Linked DNA regions of Mus musculus: region 1 is linked to region 2. A link is a contact called in public Hi-C data. All regions are on one chromosome and are shown on one strand. Each heading gives the region's core, a stretch centred on a gene start, on an enhancer-like site or on the middle of the called end of the contact. The rest is flanking DNA. Distances are from core to core; before and after follow the strand shown.

Region 1 (5,160 bases), core at 2,203-4,702, 140 kb after region 2:
CCCAATGCAGTCAGATCAAGAATGCCTATACCATGGGTCCCTCCTGAGCTCCCGAGCAAGCTGGGGACAGAACAGGCTTGATCTTGCCTTTCTCCCAACCACAGCCTTCATCCGACTTAGGAAAAAGGACACACTAGCAGCACAAGCAACAGATGTTTGTACAAAAGTGAGCATGCACTCACACAAACACACACACACACACACACACACACACACACACACACACACACACAGACGCCAAATGTGCACCCAGGCTCGCACCATCAGTTACCTGGGACTGGCGTACAAAGATGCCGTGGCCTTCATCACATGTGAAATACTTCCTTCCCTGGACAGTGCCATCATTTTTGCCTTTTGCTTCATCCAGAATCACGCCCACCCATTTGCCAGTGGCAAAGAGTGTGGCTCCAACATAGGCCACAGTGCCTCGGTGGCCCTTCCCAATCACCTCCACGCGGGAGCCAACCCGCAGGGGCCGGGCGCTTGCCTCCGTACTCATCCTGCTGCCACTCGGCGTCTGGAAGAAAGACATATGCCAACATGGTCAGTCAGAGGCTCAGGACAGCGTCCTGGACCTAGAAACCACAAGTCACGCCTTTAAACTCCATTCTCAGGACAAAGTGAGACTACAAACTCCCCTCTGGAAAACATCAGTGACATGTTCAGAACTTCCCCAAAGCCAGGTAGAGCATATGTCCAGGACTTCAACACCCGGGTGGTTGAATCAGGAGGCGAGCCATGAGTTTGAGGCCAACCTTGGCTATATAAGGTAAGTTAAAGGAACAGCCTGGGCAACATAATGAGACCTTGTTTCAAGAAATGTTTAGGGGTCTGGTGAGATGGCTCAGCGGTTAAGAGTGCCGACTGCTCTTCCGAAGGTCTTGAGTTCAAATCCTAGCAACCACATGGTGGCTTACAACCATCCGTAACAAAATCTGATGCTCTCTTCTTGGAGTGTCTGAAGACAGCTACAGTGTGCTTACATATAATAAATAAATAAATAAATAAATAAAAAGAAATGTTTAAAAAGCTTGTTTTGCTAGCTCACACATGGGATTCCAGCACTTGGGGAGCTGAGACAGGATTACCATGAGCTTGAGGCCAGCCTGGACTACCCGGTGAGCTCGAGGCCAGCCTGGCCTACAGTAAGAAGAAACTCTAGAAAAAAAAATGTCACAAAAATGAACAATAAGCAATCCATTTTTTATTGTTTGTTTTTTAGAGACAGGGTTTCACTGTGTAGCCCTGGCTGTCTTGAAATTCACTCTGTAGACTAGGCTGACCTCAAATTTGGAGATCTGCCTGTCTCTGCCTCCCAAGTGCTGGTATTAAAGGTGTGTGCCACCACAGCTCAGCAATAACAATCTTTAAAAGAAAAAAAAGACTCTAAAATTCTCTAGAATCTACTGAAATTTTTAAAAAAGAATTTATATTTAAATTGTATAACAAATTAGGATTTACTGATAGATCTTTGAATATCACCATATAGCTGCTTCTAGGGTGTACTGTCCCCAAGGAAAGGATGTAAGAACAAGCAAACAACTCAATTCAGACCAGGCTCCCCACAACCCTGTCCCAGGAACCAGAGCTGAGAAAGTTAGCAGCTCAGTGGTGGCTCTCTCCACTGTCCTCGGTCTCCCTGGGACTCAAACCAAATGCCTTTCTCCAGCTCCTCCACCCTCCTCCACTCCTCCTCCTCCTCCTCCTCCTCTTCTTCTCTTCCTCCTTCCTCTCCTTCCTCTTCTTCCTCCTCCTCTTCCTCCTCTTCCTGAGTGTGTGTGTGTGTGTGCGTGCACACGAGCCTTTTAAAATTTTTGTCACTGTTCTTTGAAACAGAATCTCAGTACCACCCTAGGCTGGTCTGAAACTTGCAGCCCTCCTACCCCAGCCCCCTGAATGCTGGGCTCACTGGCACGCATCAGCACGTCCACCTAGACTTCTCAGAAAGACAGAACTGCACCTCTTTCCAGGGCCACAGCCACCACCATGCCTTGCTGATATGATTGCTGTCAGTCCATCTCCATATCTACCTGGCACTGCTAGACTGTTGACTACAGCACATTCACCAGCACCCTCCTCAGGGCCCATGTCCTATTGTCTGCTCTCCCCCAAACCCTGCAGGCCACGGTGTCATAAAATGAAGAGCACAAACAAATAAACAAAATACCTCAAGTTAGCCCTTTACTGTCCTCAAACCCTGCCCAGTAGTTCATCTGGGTTGGCAAAGGTACAAACAAAACGCTGTCCTTGGGTCATACCCAGATTCTTACATACCCGTGATGACAGAACACATGAAATTAGGTCCCAGATCAGACCACGATTTGGAAGAAAATCACACCTAAGCCATTTTTAGCAATAGCTGTTCCATGAACCAGAGAGATTGTAGCAAATAAATAAGGCAAGAAAATGTGACCCCCGTGGACCTAAAGGCTCGGGGGAGGGGTCTTTCCTGATACCCCCCAAACACACACACACACACCACAGTTAGCTTCAGAAAGGAGCCCTGCCAGAGCCTGGGAAGTCAAACCCTTCCCAGCTGTCATTCCCTAGCCCCTCTCTTCACAAAGCCCCACCAGTAAGGTAAGGACAGAGCTCCTAGGGATGTGGGGACCTCAAACTATACCAGGGACAATGAAGAGCTCATGGGCCTGACAATAAAGGAAACTGCCAATGATATCAAGGCTGGACACAAACTCAGAAAAGACCCTCCCACACCTCCCAACACGCCTCTCGGAGTCAGGTGGCTCTAACAGTGGATGCAAATCTAACCTCACAGAGGAGAGAGCAGAGGCAGATAGCAGGGCATCTGAAAAGAGCCTCACAGCTAGGCCTTCTGACCCCCAGGCCAGTCAAAGACAGACTGGACCCCTCAGAAATCCCTGGCCTCAGAGCCAGCTGGAGTCAGAGGTCAAGTCTAGTTGGGCCCCAGTTAGGACCCAACTGGGTGGGTGGGTGGGGTACCTTGTCCAGCCTGCCCCTGTCAGCGCTCTGAAGGCTCCTCAGAAGCCCAGTGTGTGAGTACCTCAGCTGAGAGCCAGCCTGCCTCCCCAGCCCCCACACAAGTGATGTCCACAGGCACCCGGCCTGGTCCAGCAGCCCTCCCAGGGCCATCCCATATTGACTGGGGCCACTTACCCGACTGGACATGTGCCTCCTGCTCTGGGCCATGTTGCTCACCCGGACTCTACCCCCTCCCCCAGCTAGCCAAAGACAGAGAAAAGGCAGAAACCTAGGCAGGAGGGGTCAGGGTGATGGGCCTGCATGGACGGACGGCTCAGAAGCCGTTAGCCACGGACCTCCCTCCGTCCATGGTCCTCCCTCTGGAGGGGCAGGAGCAGTGATGGGGCTGAGGAGTAAGTCCCTTCTACTGCCCAAGGATTCCTGAACCCAGAGACACTGAGCCCCGCTTGCCAGCTGATGAGTCTCACTCTGCGCTAGTGCTGCTCTAGACTGTCAGGAAGCATGCTGGCCTCTGGGTCCTAGTGCTCCCCTCCTTCACACGAACCCAGGGATGGGTAGGCAAGAAATCCTCAGCACCAGAGTGCAGGCAGGGTTCTGGAGGTGACACTTCTTCCCCACCTGTACCCCTCACTATCACTGCCCCCAGTCCCAGTGAGTGAGGCTTCAGCAGGTCCCCAAGCATCAAGTGCCACTTCAAAATGATCAGCACTTCATCAAACTGCTTTCACAGGCCTTCTAGTCCCTTCTGCTGCTTTTCTGTGTCACCCTACCAGAAAGATGTCTGGACTCCACACGACGAGGGTCTCGATCTCTGTCTTACACTGGGCCAGATAAACAGGAGGGGCAGAGCTAGAAGCCTGCTCACCCAGAGAAAGCCATGAGTACCCAGCTCCCCACCCCTGCAACAGCAGAGGTCCCCACAGTCACTCCCTCCTCTGCCTGTGTCAGGCAGGCTCTGATCCCCAAGATATCACATTCAATGGGATTATTAAAGGTAGTTTTCAAAAGCTAAGCACCTCACTGTCCCCTTGGCCCAAGTCCACTTTACCCAGGTCCTCATCTCTTTTACCCTTGGCCTTGTCTTCTAACATCAGACTCAACAAGCCAACTTATTTTTTATAGTTGTGTACTTCACAAGCTTCCTTAGTTATGTTATATTACCTTCATAATTTTAAAACAGATGGTGTTAATTTAATGAAACTACTTATTCTAGTCAAAGGTTTCCACATGCTACCTCATTTATTATTCACAGGTCAATGCCTAAGGTCTTACCCCTTAAGCAAAGGGCCTGGGGTCTAACCACTGGATCCCCTGGCTGTAATGTGGACCTAGTCCCTGAATACACTTGTCTTCCTTCACTGACAAGACTGCAATTTCTGCCACTCTGCACACTTGCCTAACACAGGATAATGCCACAAAGCAGTTCTGTTAGGTGATGCCCACCTGGAAGAACACCATAATGAAGCCAGTCCCTTTATATGCTAGATTAACCTCTCAACCAAAACAGTCTCTGTGCCTTACTTCTGCCCAGAACCATCAGGACCCCACCTCTGCTTCCCCCGCAGTGTCCAGGTTGCTCTGCCTTCATATCCACCCCAGCCCAGACAATCGTACTAAACCCACTCAGAGTGCCTACAGAACACATTTCAAAACATCACGTTAGGGCTCGGCAGATTGCTCAGTGGGTAGAACAGAAACGGGGGCTAGAGAGATGGCTCAGCAATTAAGAACACTGGTTGCTTTTGCAGAAAACATAGATTTGCCAGGCATGGTGGCACACACCTTTAATCCCAGCACTTGGGAAGCAGAGGCAGGCGGATTTCTGAGTTCGAGGCCAGCCTGGTCTACAAAGTGAGTTCCAGGACAGCCAGAGCTATACAGAGAAACCCTGTCTCGAAAAAACCATTTAAAAAAAAAAAAAAAAAACCATAGGTTCATCCCAGCACCTACATAGAGGTTCACAAGTGCCTTTAATTCCAGTCCTAGGGGATCTATTACCCTTTTCTAAACTCCAAGGGCATGGTACACACATGCTACACAGACATACATGCAGGCAAAACACCCATACACCATAAAATAAAACTTAAAAAATAAAATATTTAGGACAGGGGTTGGAGAGATGGCTCAGTGGCTAAAAGGTCTTGCTCTTCTTGCAAAGGACCTGAGTTTACTCTGTTACCATGGTTACCTGCAGCCATG
Region 2 (5,601 bases), core at 1,911-4,410:
AATGACACATTCTAACTCCCTGTGTAACCTTAGTATCTTCTGTTTTTACTTTATTAGGTAAAAAATAAATCACCCAAGGCAATCTCCAGAGTCATTTTATAATCTTACTTATCAAAAGGAGAGAGTGTCTTAGTTAAGGTTACAATTGCTGTGTTGAAACACATGACCAAAGCAAGAGAGGACAGGATTTATTCGGCTTACATTTCTGAATCACTGTTCAAGAAGAAGTCAGGCAGGAGCTGATGCAGAAGCCACGGAGGGATGCTGCTTACTGGCTTGCTTCCCCTGGCTTGCTCAGCCTTCTTTCTTATAGTACCCAGAACCACCAGCCCAGGGATGGCACCACCCACAATCGGTTAAATCACCAAGAAAATGTCCTATAGTGGGACCTTATGGAGACATTTTCTCAACTGAGCTTCTCACCTTTTATACAACTCTAGCTTGTGTCAAGTTGACAAGCTTAGCCAGCACAGAGGTGAGGTACTGGTGAGATGGCTTGGTGGGTAAAACACCCAGTGTGCAAGCATAAGGACTTTAGTTTGGATCCCTGCCACCCTTGTAAAAGCCAGGCTGGTGTGAGGCTCTGTCTGCAGCCTCAGCGCTCTGGAGGTGGAGACAAGGAAGACTCAGGACTACCTGGCTAACTGGACTAGCCAAACTGGCAACCCTAGGTTCAATCAGAAGTCTTGCCTCAATGAATAGAGGGAAGAGGGACAAAGAAAAATACCAATATTAACTTCTGGCTTCCACACACGTACTTACCCACATCACATACACATATGAATACACATGCCAAGAAAGAAGAGCAGGGGCAAGGGGAAAGAGTAAATAAAATAAAAACTGGCTAAGAAGCACTTTTGTAAAGCAAATGACATTTAAATATAGTATTCTAGGAAACATGGAAGCAAGTCTTTTTTTTTGTTTTTGTTTTTCATTTTTTTATTCTTTTTTTTTTTTGAAGCAAGTCTTTTTATTAAGCACATTAAAAACAACACTAGGAAGCCAGGTGTGGTGGAGCATGCCTGTAATCCCAGATTCAGCAGACTGAGGCTAGAACCTGGTGTGTGTGTACATATGTGTGTATATATGTGTGTGTGTGTATGTATATATGTGTGTGTGTGTATGTATATGTGTGTATATATGTATATGTGTGTGTATATATATGTATATGTGTGTATATATTTATGTATATATATATATATATATATAGAGAGAGAGAGACAGACAGACAGACAGACAGACAGACAGAGACAGAGACAGAGACAAAGATTGACAGAGACAGAGAGATTGAGAACTCAGTGGTAGAGCGCTTGTCTAGAATGACCTGTGAGGAGCTCTGGGTTTTATCCTCAGTACTGCAAGGAAAGAAGAAATGAAGGAAGGAAAGAAGAGAAACCTAGGGACTGGAGAGATGACTCAGTGAGTAATGAAGTTCCAGCCGCACAAGCATGAGGATCTGAGTTCAAATCCCCAACACCCACATAAAAAATATGGTTGTACCTGTGCCTATAGTCCTTAAGCGCTGGAGGCAGAGACAGGAGGGTCACTGGAGGTTGATCTGCCTAGCTTCAGATTCAGTGACATACCCTGTGTCAAGAGAATAAGCAGAGTAGGGTACCTGATGGCCTATTGTGGCCTCCATGTGCTCCTGTGGATGTACCACACTCATACACATACACACGCAAAAAATTAGGTGGTGAGTGATTGAGGAAGGTCAACCCCATGTTGACCTTTTACCTCCATACGTGTGCACATACATATACACATGAATGAATATATATACATAATATATATATATATATATGCATAAATGTACACAAAACCAAATTACCTGACCCTTACCTGACAAGGGAACCTAAGGGAAGACACAGTTGTACTATGGGCGGTTTGGGGATACACAACCCATTGTGGGGGACAAAGAGCAGCTCCCAGCTGTGGCAGCAGGAGACTGAGGCTGCTGGCTCACATCTCTGCACTGGGAAACAGAGAGGGGGGAGCACAGGCAGGCTTCCTCCTTTCCTCCATTTTACTGATCCTCAGTCCCCAGTCCATGGGATGGGTGGACATTTCCTCTTTAGTTGCACCTCTCACAGACACACCCAGAAGTGCTGTCTCCCAGGAGGTGACTCTAAATCCATGGAAGACTAACCACTAGTGGAGTCCTCCTGGTTTAAGAAAGTCACTACATTAAAATTTCAGATTTGTTTAGAATTATCAAGTGAAATATTTTGGTAAATGCCTCATAGCAAGGCCACAAAATGTTTGTCCCATGAATGGTAATGTTAACTTGATTTTTTTTAAGAGTAGAGGGCTAGAGAGAAGACTCAGCAATTAAGAGAACCTGCTGTTCTTTTCAGTATACGTATACACATGAATATATATATATATGTATACACACACACACACACACACACACACACACACACACACAAAGGTACATGTAAAAGCTCCTGGTTAACTTTTTATAAAAGCTTCGTTTTAATTTATATGTACATTGCATGTGTCCATGGTGGGGGGGGGGGGGCTTTGGAGGCCAGAAAGTGTCTGTGTGCATGCGTGTGTGTGTGTGTGTGTGTGTGTGTGTGTGTGTGTGTGTGTGTGTGTATGACGTGTGCCTGGGGGTGCCCTTAGAGGCCAGAAGTGTCTGATCCTCCAGAGCTGGTGTTGTAGGAGGAGCGGGAGTTACAAGAGGTTTTGAGTCACTAGAAGGATCAGAATCGAACTTGGGCAATTTGTAAGAGCGGTAAGTAATCTTAACTGTTGAGTCATCTTACTGGCCTCTATATGGCAAAACTACAAGTAAATATCTTGCTCCTTTTTCAGGTTTCACCCTGCTGTTTTGACATCCTTGGGTGATTCCAGATCAATTTTTAGTATGATTTTGCCAAATGATGATTTCTCCTTTTAAAAAAAAATTTTTTTTTAGTGCCTTTCAGGGGTTCTCAGCACACAGTAGCTGGTTCAGATTTTTGTTTGATGAATGAATGAATGAACCCCAGATTCAGTTGGCCTAGCTGAGGGACCACTGCTGCCTCTCCTCAGTCAGGGGCTTGACTCCTTCAGCCAATCAGGACCTGCTCCTGGACCAGCTTACGTAGAACTGAGATCTCCTATTGGCTCCTACGCCGGCTCAGGGGCCAATGGGCGCGCGGGAGGCGGGGCTTTCGTGGGCCCGGGGTATAGCTTCGTGGCCCGCGCGCGCGCTTCTCTCCGGCGCGGGCACCGGCGCGAGCCATGGCTTCAGTTTCCTTGTTGTCTGCGTTGGCTGTGCGGTTGTTGCGCCCCACGCACGGCTGCCACCCCCGCCTACAGCCCTTCCACCTGGCGGCAGTGCGGTGAGTGTGTCGGGGAGCGAGTCCGTGGGGTTGCGGAGCGCGGCGTGGACAGATATCCTTCCCAAGCATCACCCGGCCTCGGGGCCAGCCCCCAACGGAGAGGTGTGGCGGGGCAACGTGGCACCGGGGTGCACGTGGAGATGCGGACGCTTGGCAGGGGACACTGTTCTGCCACTGCAGAGATGGGTGCGGAGAGGTCTGCCCTTCCCGGACCCTAGCGGCAGCCCGGGTTGCTGCAGTCTGATGAAATCTGTGAGCCGGCTTGCTCCAAGGGTACCAACTTCCCTCCTCCCGGGTGGGTGTGGTTCGCAAGATGCCCCAGCTTGATGGTGGCCCTTCGCAGTCCACTCTGGAGCCCACCAGTTCTAGCCTTGGCAACCTAAAATGATACATGCCCCAGAAGTTGCTGGGGGCTGCTGGGAGTAGGGTGCATTGTTTTAGAGGGAGCTAGGGTGTTGGAGCTTCCGATCTGCACGTGGACCACTGTGGTGGTCACACCATTCTGTGAGTGTTTAATACCACATAAACCGTACGCTTTAAAATTGCCAGAGCCGGGCGCGGTGAGATTGCTTGTGAGGCAGGAGGATTACTGCGGTTCAAAGCCAACTTGGTCTATAGAGTGAGTTAGAGACCAGCCTAATTTTAAAAAAGTCACAATGGTAAAAATCGTATACATATTTTTTCATAATTTTAAAAGTTGAAATATATGAAGGCCTCTCAGCCCCCAAAGTAAGTTGACTGGGAAAAGAAAAAAACCAAACTAATGAGGAAGGCAGAAAAGTTTTATGCACTTCTTTCGGGGGATAATTGATTTATTGGGTCTTTCTTGGCCTCAAACTCCAATTTCTGTGCCTAGGAAGAAGAGTCCTAGAGGGGTTGTGAATACTAGGTGGAAGGCAATAAAAATATTTCTGGAGCCTTGCATGTTGGTGCACTGGATCCTGAGGTTTTGCAGGACTTGAAAGGGTTTTCCAAGATCAGATCCTGACCTCCCACATTGAATTCCACCTTTTATTTCCCTGTTCTTCCTTTCCTCTTCCTGAGTTCTGGCTCCATATGTCTGTGGACCACACGTGTCAGAGACTTTGCTAACTGAAAAGATCCTGTAATTCATTACCCAAAAAAACTGGACCACTTTGCTCCTTCTCCGGGTTTACTCTTGCATGCTTTTCTGAGAAGTGTGGGCTTCGTATCTCTGAAGTCGATCTGTGTTCGCCGTCCTGCACATTTGATAATTGCAGTGCCTGCCTTGCCGACCCAGGGTTTCAGGAACATAAACTCCGGGGCTGGAGGGAAGAGTACTGTTGCCTGGGAGACGGTGGGCGGGAGAGTAAATGGACTTGGTGGCAGCTGTTTACACTTACAGCTTGTTTCTTACTATCATCCATCTTTGCTGCATTCAGCAGGGTTTTTATGGTAAGCCGAAGAACCAAGATTAATTTATGGAAAGGGGATGGCAAAATATCTATTGTTCAGTCGATATTGGTTTCATTCCTCTCTCTGTCTTTCTCGTTGCCGGTCCATCAATTAAGTAGCAGAACTTTTCCCAAAATAACTTGGTCGGGAGCTGAAAAGCTTTCCTGATACTTATTGACTGTAAAATCAATAACTGTTGGTTTAAGAGGAAAATAAATATGTCTGACTTGGGTTTTAGTTTTGACCTTTATTGGACTTCTTTCTAGTCTGTCATTTTAGTGGAAAATCCCAGCGCACATCTGTGGAAGCATGTCACATCTAAACTAAGTGCACAGGTGTTGAATTTACTTTCATTTTTTTAATTTTGGGTCTGAGCTCAGTCTCCTATCTCCCTCTAAGGAGTTACTTAATTCAGCCCTTGGCACAGGGATGAGGAGCCTAGGAAATGGCTCCTGGTTTTCAGTGCAGTGGGAAGCCACAGAAGGTTAGCATGTAGCTGGATTATGAACAATCTTCTTGGCATTGTGGCCTGGCTTTGTGTTACTTTGTTTGTTTTGGTTTTTTTTTTTCTCTCTCTCTTTTTTTTTCTAAAGTAAATTGGCATAACATCTTGAACCTTCCAGCAAAAAAGAGATTAGGACCTGGAACACTGGCCTCTTCAGAACCCAATGTCCTTAACACCAGCCTGTCATTTTTAGTCCAAGTGGGCTTCTCCTGTCTTCTCTGCATTTACTGCTTCCCAAAGAAACTTTTTATGAAGTACAAGCTAAATTCTTCTGTGTGTGTGTGTGTGTGTGTGTGTGTGTGTGTGTGTGTGATTATTAGCATGTATACATCTTCTTTCTTCCCT

Evidence for each region. A called contact is a pair of places that touch in the nucleus more often than the background predicts.
Region 1: a Hi-C map of bone marrow-derived macrophages shows a contact between it and region 2, with 42 read pairs. The contact joins the promoter of Dctn1 here to the promoter of Mthfd2 in region 2. A contact is called at or near these places in 9 of 39 promoter capture datasets (the C10 cell line, the SN4741 cell line, cranial neural crest and 6 more), 5 of 484 Hi-C or Micro-C datasets (the G1E-ER4 cell line, bone marrow-derived macrophages, cerebral cortex and 1 more), 10 of 115 datasets of contacts at active chromatin or transcription factors (bone marrow-derived macrophages, craniofacial prominence, embryonic forebrain and 6 more) and 4 of 9 other capture datasets (adipose tissue, liver, macrophages and 1 more).

What each region holds. Positions count from the first base shown.
Region 1 is chr6:83,177,881-83,183,040 of GRCm38.p6, reverse strand. It overlaps Dctn1 (dynactin 1), which reads right to left and starts at 3,452. Exons shown (of 32, transcript NM_007835.2): 1 at 3,136-3,452; 2 at 272-517. The coding sequence starts at 3,168.
Region 2 is chr6:83,315,163-83,320,763 of GRCm38.p6, reverse strand. Mthfd2 (methylenetetrahydrofolate dehydrogenase (NAD+ dependent), methenyltetrahydrofolate cyclohydrolase) reads left to right here and starts at 3,160. Exons shown (of 8, transcript NM_008638.2): 1 at 3,160-3,335. The coding sequence starts at 3,235.